2 separate regions of the Gossypium arboreum genome follow, and region 1 is linked to region 2. The links are chromatin contacts, called in public Hi-C maps. All regions are on one chromosome and are shown on one strand. The core of a region is the stretch at or near the end of the contact, and the rest is flanking DNA. Distances in the headings are between cores, read along the strand shown. Region 1 holds the start of LOC108463692. Region 2 holds the start of LOC108480122 (argininosuccinate lyase, chloroplastic).

Region 1 (4,156 bases), core at 811-3,310, 350 kb after region 2:
CTAACGCACTATCTTTCGGTTCCTTATCTATTTAAACTCAAACTTTTACTTACATCAAAGTGTATAAGTCAAGCATACATAGTCCGTCATCTACTCAGGATTTAAGTATGTTACACTATGAACGTCACAAGTGAAGAAACGTATAAATGGATTCAGAATATATTTTTCTTAGGTCCAGTCCGATGTACTATCAGCCTAGTCAGCCACATCTATGTCTCTATATTTTAAGAGTCATCCGCTCCGATGCCCAAAATAAAGCATCTCCCGAGTTGGAATTTGATAGACGACATATTCGTCTTTCAATCGGTTTGCTCATTTCCAATTAGACTAAGGACATGTTTAGGTTCGTCTACTAATAAAAGTTGTCTTTTCATATTACAATCTGACCACATAATATTGCTTAGTATCAGTTAAACATTGGATAACCAATAAGCAACATTTGCTTCCATTTTGCTTTGTGTGCAAAACCCATATAAAGACAATTATACAAAGTATATCAATGAATTTGTTTTATTAACCAATTTGTTAAAAAAAAATACAAGTTTACAAATGAATATACTACACTCAGAGCACCATAACCAATAGGCAGCACACCTTATTTGTAGCCTCTTAAACTCTAACTAATCTCCTAAAATTAAGGAATGTGATAAGTATGCCACCTAAGCATGACAACCCATCAACTAACTAATTAACATGAAAAAAATGTCTAAGTGTGGAAATATGGTAGGAAATTTGGCCAAGGGACTAATTAGGCTCATTGGGTCGAATTTTTACAAAATATCCTTTCATAGAAAAATTACCATTTTACACCTTTTGCCTCATCATTATTCTTTATTCCATTCAAGACACTTAGTCCTTCAAAATTTCTATATTTTGTACTTACTAACATTAATTATGGGTTTTCCATGCATAATTTTGCATTCAGGACCTTTTTTGATAAAATTTAAAAATTTACGATTTAGTCTATAAACTCTCATTTTCGTTCAACTTTTCCAATTTAATCCCTAAAGTGACTTTCATCAAATTAATACTCAATCTAATGCGTCCTTATGTTCTCCCATCATTATTGACTTTTATTTTCCTTAATATGATCAATTTACTCTATCATCCATGACTTTTATAATTTTACAATTTAGTCCTTTTTATACCAAGACCACATCTTCACAATTATTCTCTAAATTTCCCTTTTCTAAAAATCAAAATAATTCTTTAAAAGTTCATTAATAATAATGCTCCTCAAATGCTCTTCTATATTTTACCAGATCAAGTTCTGGAACAATATCACTTACTTTATTAAAAAATTTGGGGTGTCACACATAAGAAGTATAAATGAAATAAAATGATGCTTCTAATGCACATTAGAGTCCTAAAGTATGACTTAAACTATATCAATTTTTTTATTCTAATGGACATGCACTTTATAGTACTAAAGTATTGGCATAATGATTTTTGTAGGCCTCCAGTTTTACAAAAAAAGAACCATTTTAGCCAATCCCTTTAAGTTTTCGCCTTTTTTAGCTTTTAAATTTGTATTTTTGTCTAATCATTCCAAAATGGATGAAAAAGTTAACTTTTTAACTTTGCTAATATAGCATACACGTGGATGATATGTCAGCATTTAATTAATTTTTAAAATTCAAAAAATTAAAAATAGTTTTTTAATTTTTATACATTTTAATCATTTTAATGGTTTTAATTTTAAAATAATTTTATATACTTTTAAATTTTAAAATTTTAAAAATTAATTAAATGCTAATGTGTCATCTAAATTAAAAAGCATTAATCTAAATAAATTATTATGTCTAAAATATTTGTAACAGTGCCAATAATTCAATTTGTTTTATATATTTTGTTCATACCAGACTTTACTTTGGGAATATTATATGGAACTATTTAATACAACTGAAAATGGATTGGACATTCTAATACAATTTAGCTAAAGCCCCTGGATGAGCCCAAATTGAGAGTTCAGGGTGGGGCCGCGATTGGGCTAGTATTTCGGGTAAAAAGTAAAAACCCGGTTTAAATCCGATCCGTCCCGTTTATATTTCAACGTGGCAACAGTTGGTTGGGCAATTAAATCAATTCCCTCTCCCTGTAAATAAATCCCATCCCAATCAGTTGCATCGAGAGAACACTTCCGCTTTTTCCTCTCTTTTTTTTTTTTTTTCTCCCTCTGTTTTCGATGGCATCCGCCACCGTCGACCACCGCAATCACCTCCACATCGAATCTATCTCCGTCGTAGATCTCCGTCTCCTCTCTCAACCCGACCTCCTTTCCCTTGCTTTATGCTCCTCTTCTCCTTCCCCTTCCAATGCCGAAACCGAACTCTTCACTCCCAAAATTGACCGCTCCGTTTTCAACGAATCCGCCGGAAGTCGCAAACAAACTTTCTTCCGCCTCCGCTTCGCCGCACCCCGCAGCCACCTACACCACCAACATTCCTCTCTTCCTTCCGAGCCCTTCCCTTCTCGTTCACTATACCTAAACCCTGAATCTCTTGACGAAGAAAGCTCTAACGCCCTCTCTCTGCTTAAATCACTTTTCAACATCGATGATTCGCTGCCTGCTAACCCCGAAGCTGACGAACCGTACGATGACAAGGATCTTGTGCCGGTTCAAATTGAATATCCAAACGGGAATTCCGGTTTGCAGAATATTCCGGTCGACATTGTTAGTAGTAGTTTAAGAAAAAGGAAGCGAGGGAGGCCAAGGAGGGACGGGAAAGATAATTGGCTGATTGAGAGCGAGCCTTTAGCAATAGAGGAATATAAAGAAATGAAAACCTTTAGGCCAAATGAGACAGCGGATGCCGGTAATAGTAGCAGTTGTAACGAAGGGAAGAGGAGGAGAGGGCGGCCACGAAGGGAGGAGAGTCAAAGTAGAGTGATTGCAAGCGAGGAAAAGAAAGTTGAGAGCGAAATTGAGAAGGCAGCGTTTGTGAATGTAGAGGCGATTCTGGGAATTGAAGAGGAGTTGAGAAGGAGGACTGAGGGGATTGTTACAGAGGTGCAACTGCTGGAGTTTATGAAGGGTTTAGAAGGTCAATGGGCGAGTAAAAGCCAGAAGAAGAGGATTATCGACGCAGCTGGGTTTGGGAATGTGCTTCCAAGAGGGTGGAAGCTTATGCTCTTCGTGAAGAAGAGAGCCGGCCATTGTTGGTTAGCTTGTAGCCGATATATAAGGTTTTCCATTACTTTCTTTTACTTTTATTTTAATATTCTCGTTAATCATAGCCTGCATATTTTATCAACGCTGTTTATCTCTTTTTTTTTTTTTTTGGGGGGGGGGGGGGGATAAGTTTTATATTCATCCAAAGAAACAGCCAATGCTGTAAAAACAATCAAAACAACATAACCTTGTACCTATACAAAACAAAAAAAAAATATATACCACTTATTCCAAAATGTTTCAAACTAAGCACAGAAGCTGATCACCTCTTTAATACTTCTATTAATGACCTCCTCACTGGATATCTGTTACCTAAACTGCCTTCGATTCCTTTCTCTCCAAATAGCATAAAAAAAAGCATTCCATGTCAATTTTAAGATAACTCTAATAAGAGATTTACCTTTAAGTCTGCTACACATCCAATTAAATTCAAGTTGCCAAGACATTATAACCCTCTGAATATTGCATAGAAGTAAAACTTGCTCCTGTATCATTTTTGCAAATGCATATTCAGCAAAGAAATCGTCCCTGATTTCATCTCATTCCCCCCTTGATCAACCTTTTGTTGGGAGATGATCAAGGATAGCCATCCAAGAGATAAATGAATGTTTGGGAATATAGTGGAAACCAAACTATCATATGCCATGCAATCTTCTCATTCTTTGGTCTGATTATATCCCAAATTCTGGAAATTGTAACCTATCTCCCATTTAGCTCAGAGCTGCCCAGTACAACCAAAGTCTCCTCCCTTGGCCTTATTATCTTTCTCCAGCTCCTACTTGTGTTGTATTTCAGCTGCACTTGAGTTAAAGAGGAACGTTTAAGGAAATACTCTTGAATCCAAGCAATCCAACGTGATCTCTGACCTGCTAAGATAATTCTTATCAGTTGGATAATACAAGCTTTATTTCAACTTTCAAGATCTTTCATCCCAAGACCACACTCAACTTTAGAAGAACAAATCCTTTTCCAACTCACTCTTGC
Region 2 (4,496 bases), core at 744-3,243:
TAGTCCCTAATCAAGAAATTAATCAAAAAGCACTTAATAAAATACTTTTAAATAACAACTAATATCTCAAATTCATCATTTAACATCTAAAATCACAAGGTTCATCAATGACAACATTCAAAATCTTTAACAGGTTCAAAATTGAAGGTACGGGCTAACTGGACCTAGTTGCAACGATCTCAAAAACATCAAAATTATTAAAAACAAGCAAGATTTACCTCTTAAATGGAAGAACCCTAGTTGGCCAAACTTGTTTCTCCTTTAAAAATGGTGTTTTCGGTTCTCTTGCATAAGTAAAGAAGATGATAGCTTTTTAAATTCTATGATCTTTTATTTTTCATTAACATAATTACAAATTTACAACATTAACCTTTAAAATACACTTATAATATCACTAACACACATCCATAACTGTCCATCACATAAATATATGACATAATTACCATCTAAGGAAGGTTTAATTGCACAATTGGTCCTTCAATTAAATTAAATTCTAACTAAATAAACTTATTTACAATTTAATTCTAAACTAATTAGGAATAAAAGAGTCAATAATCCAAAAGCTAGATGATTTAATCAGGTCACCACCGCTTGGAATCTTTGACCATGGGTTAATTACCATTTTGGTCCTTTTTGCATTTTAAAATTATAGTGATTAACTTTTGCATCCTTTACGATTTAGTCCTTTTTAATTAATTAACTATCGAAACATTAAAATTTTTCAACAGAACTTTAATACCACCTTAAATACACTCTGAAAATATTTATAAAAATATTTATGGCTCAGTTTATAGAAATGAGGTCTCGATACCTCATTTTCGAAAGCCACTTGATCTTAGGGTCTTACCACTTGAACTTAATAAATCACTTATATAACATAAATTATCAAATCAAAAACCTTTTTAAAATCACATTTGACTCGTAAATATTAAATACATACTCGTCAAATTTGGTGGCCTCGAAACCACTGTTTTCGACACCACTAAAAAACAGGTTGTTATAGCCTGGGCCCAGCCTAAGCTAAATTTGCAAAAATAAAAGAAATATTGTTTTCTTGCTGTTTTTTCACTGTTTTGTTGCCATTTCACTATTATATTGCTACTATTTTGTTGTCATTGTTTGGATATTGTATAAATTTTATTTTATTATTAATTTTTCTACTTTTTTAGAGGCATTTGCTTGTTAAGTTGCACCTATGTTAGTGTTATTTAATTATAAATATTTATTAAATTTATTTTTAATTTGTTGGGATATATTTATTTTAATGTTTTAGTGTTTTGATGTATTATATTTTTAAAATATATATAAAATATAAAAAAATTAATACAACCAAAGCTAGACTAAGCTCTAGTTTTAGCATTATTATCCGGGATAGACTAGAGCTGATGCTTCAAAATGCTTTTTGATGCTTAAATCAGTGGACTGAAGAAAAGAGTTTAATATAAGGTAAACAAGTTAGAGAATAAGAGGTTATACTTGAGGTCAATTCATATTTTTTAGATGGAGTGGTATTCTTAGTCATAAAGTTCATGAAGACCTTTTTTCCGAGTGAATGACTTTGATTTATGTAAAATCTTCTTTTGTTTTAATGAGGGAAAGGTTATGTCTTATTTTTTCCATGTTTCATAATGATATTAGCTATTTATACTTCGCATCTAAAAGAGTATGAGCTCATACGAGTTTTTAATTTATTAGAATTTATGTTTTGTGAATTTTTTATAAAGACTTATTTTATAGGTTTGAGCTCATTTTTATAGATAAATATGTAAAAATCTTAAAATTATATTTAAAATAACCTTTAATTAATTAGTATATATTTATATTTAAATTTAATTGTGAAATTTAAAATTGAATTATCAATTTATTAAAAAATATTAAGTTGGAGGATTACATCCACAGAGCTTGAGTTGTAGTCCATTATCTCCAAAAAATAAGTCCATCAGCCCAAAAGCAAGACCCGACACATTCGATCCTAAACTAGGCCTATTACAGTTCGACCCGACAGGCCCGACACAGTTGCAAAAAAGAAAACACCCTAAACCCTCCTTGCTTGCTAGTGCTAACGAAGTGGCAAAGGTAAAAGCAAGCAAGGCGCACTAGAATCTCTCTTTTTTATCTTCCCTTCTTTAATGGAATCCTTACATTCTTCTTCTTTGCAAACACCATTTTTTTCCTCCCAATCGACTGTCCTCTCCAACAAATCCGTGTCTAACCCAAGAACCATATCCCCATTGATGCATCGAGTCAAGTCAAGGTTCGAACCATTGCGGTGCACCACGAGTCACTCATCTGAAACAGAAGCAAAACCAAAGGAGACAAAGCTTTGGGGTGGGAGATTCGAAGATAGTGTGACTGATATCGTTGAGAAGTTTACTGAGTCTATCTCGTTTGATAAACAGTTGTATAAGCATGATATTATGGGAAGTAAAGCCCATGCTTCTATGCTTGCTGAACAGGTCCTTTTTTTTTTCTCCTCTTGCATTTATTGTTTTTAGAGTGTTTTTAATGAGTTTATGGCTTGTCAGAATTTGGGTAATATTGTACTTTTTAGAATTGCAGAACCCAATTTCTGATCATTTGTCTTGTATAATGGTATTTTGCTAATTTGCTCCAGCTAATTCAAATGCATGTGGGTTTTTATCATTTTTGCTTGCAGGGTTTGATTAGCTTTAGTGATAGGGATAGTATTCTGAAAGGTCTAGATGAAATAGAGAGACGCATTGAAGCTGGTGAATTTGTGTGGAGGACTGACAGGGAAGATGTCCACATGAACATTGAAGCTGCACTGACAGATTTGGTTGGTGAGCCTGCAAAGAAACTCCACACTGCTCGAAGCCGAAATGATCAAGTTTTGACTGATTTCCGCCTGTGGTGTCGTGATGCTATAGACAGGATTATTAGTAGCATTAGACATCTCCAAGTTGCTTTGGTGAAGTTGGCTCTAAATAATGAGGGTCTCATCATTCCTGGTTATACACATTTACAGAGGGCACAACCTGTTTTACTTCAACATCTTCTTCTAGCATATGTGGAGCAGGTTTGAATCATTTCATTCATAAGCTATTCTAGATCAAACCGAACATCCATGTATGTTATATATATGATTATTATGTAGTGAACTAGCACTGAGTTTTCCAACTCCAGAAGCAGGGTTAAAAAACCGTCACGTGTCTCCTATATATGTCAAAATAAAGCGGTTGCTTTATTGGTTAATTGGAAAACTTTGTTCTTGAACTTTTAGAACTTAGAAAGAAGCTTATCTGATTAATATTTCTAATAGAAAAATGACTAAGTTTGAAAGCATAACACATTCATGGTGGGCGGCTTACTCCCATGTTGGGCGGCTTACTCCCCTAAAGGTAAATAAAAGTAGGAAATAAAGGAACCTGGGTAACCTACGATTGTGATTATAAATGGTTAGTGGTTATGATCAAGTCAACATAATATCTGAAGTCTTTGAATATTGGAATCCACATGATGTGGTGTACTCATCAACTTATAAACAAATTAATAATTGTTATATCCCTGAGAAGGCCTTGTGTTTTTTCTTAAAGAAAAAAAAAATTGTTCTTATATATAATAATTGAGAAAAAAAATGCAGATGGTTAATTCTGATTTCTAATTTTTTCATGATGATATGTTTTATTATTTGCCTCTAGGATCACTAACTGAACCTTTTTGGTTGTAGCTTGACCGTGATGCTGGCCGTTTACTAGATTGTAGAGCTAGGTTGAATTTCTGCCCTCTAGGTGCATGTGCACTAGCTGGGACTGGCTTGCCAATTGATAGGTTTATGACTTCTGAAGCTTTGGGATTCACTGCTCCCATGAGGAACAGGTATGTGTGAAAAAGCCATCATATTTCAGTTTCTGGAATGTCACACATGACCATTGTATGACTTGTAGCATGGAGGGTTATTACCTTTGCATAGGATTTTGTCGATTTGAGCCTAGATCTCCATCTTAATTATAATGTTTCATTAGATATTGATATCAGGCTTCTCTGTTAACATAATTGCATTTCGCTATTTTTAAACAGTATTGATGCAGTTTCTGATCGAGATTTTGTCCTAGAGTTTCTTTCTGCTAATTCAATCATTGCGGTTCATCTATCTCGGATTGGTGAAGAATGGGTATTGTGGGCTTCGGAGGAGTTTGGATTCATCACACCAAGTGATTCTGTTTCCACTGGAAGTAGCATAATGCCTCAAAAGAAAAATCCAGATCCAATGGAACTTGTTCGAGGAAAGTCTGGTAGAGTTATCGGAGACTTGGTTACCCTTCTCACATTGTGCAAAGGACTTCCTCTTGCTTATAATCGTGATTTGCAGGTAGAAACTTCATGGACACTTGACCATTCGTTGATGTTATGATTTTATGTTGTTTAATTTGACCTTCTAAGGGTACTAAAGGCATCTCTTTGAGCTGTCTTCTCGTATTTTTCTTTATATCTTTCCGAGTTAATTCTTTTCCTGTTGAAATAGGAAGATAAGGAAC

Evidence for each region. Hi-C and Micro-C count contacts between places; a contact is called where the count stands out from the background.
Region 1: a contact with region 2 is called in a Hi-C map of leaf, with 4 times the contacts expected there. The contact joins the promoter of LOC108463692 here to the promoter of LOC108480122 in region 2. A contact is called at or near these places in 2 of 5 Hi-C or Micro-C datasets (both in leaf).

What each region holds. Positions count from the first base shown.
Region 1 is chr1:86,255,786-86,259,941 of ASM2569848v2, forward strand. It overlaps LOC108463692, which reads left to right and starts at 2,061. Exons shown (of 7, transcript XM_017763592.2): 1 at 2,061-3,186. The coding sequence starts at 2,186.
Region 2 is chr1:85,905,554-85,910,049 of ASM2569848v2, forward strand. It overlaps LOC108480122 (argininosuccinate lyase, chloroplastic), which reads left to right and starts at 1,994. Exons shown (of 6, transcript XM_017783004.2): 1 at 1,994-2,456; 2 at 2,657-3,037; 3 at 3,689-3,837; 4 at 4,039-4,330; 5 at 4,484-4,496. The coding sequence starts at 2,130.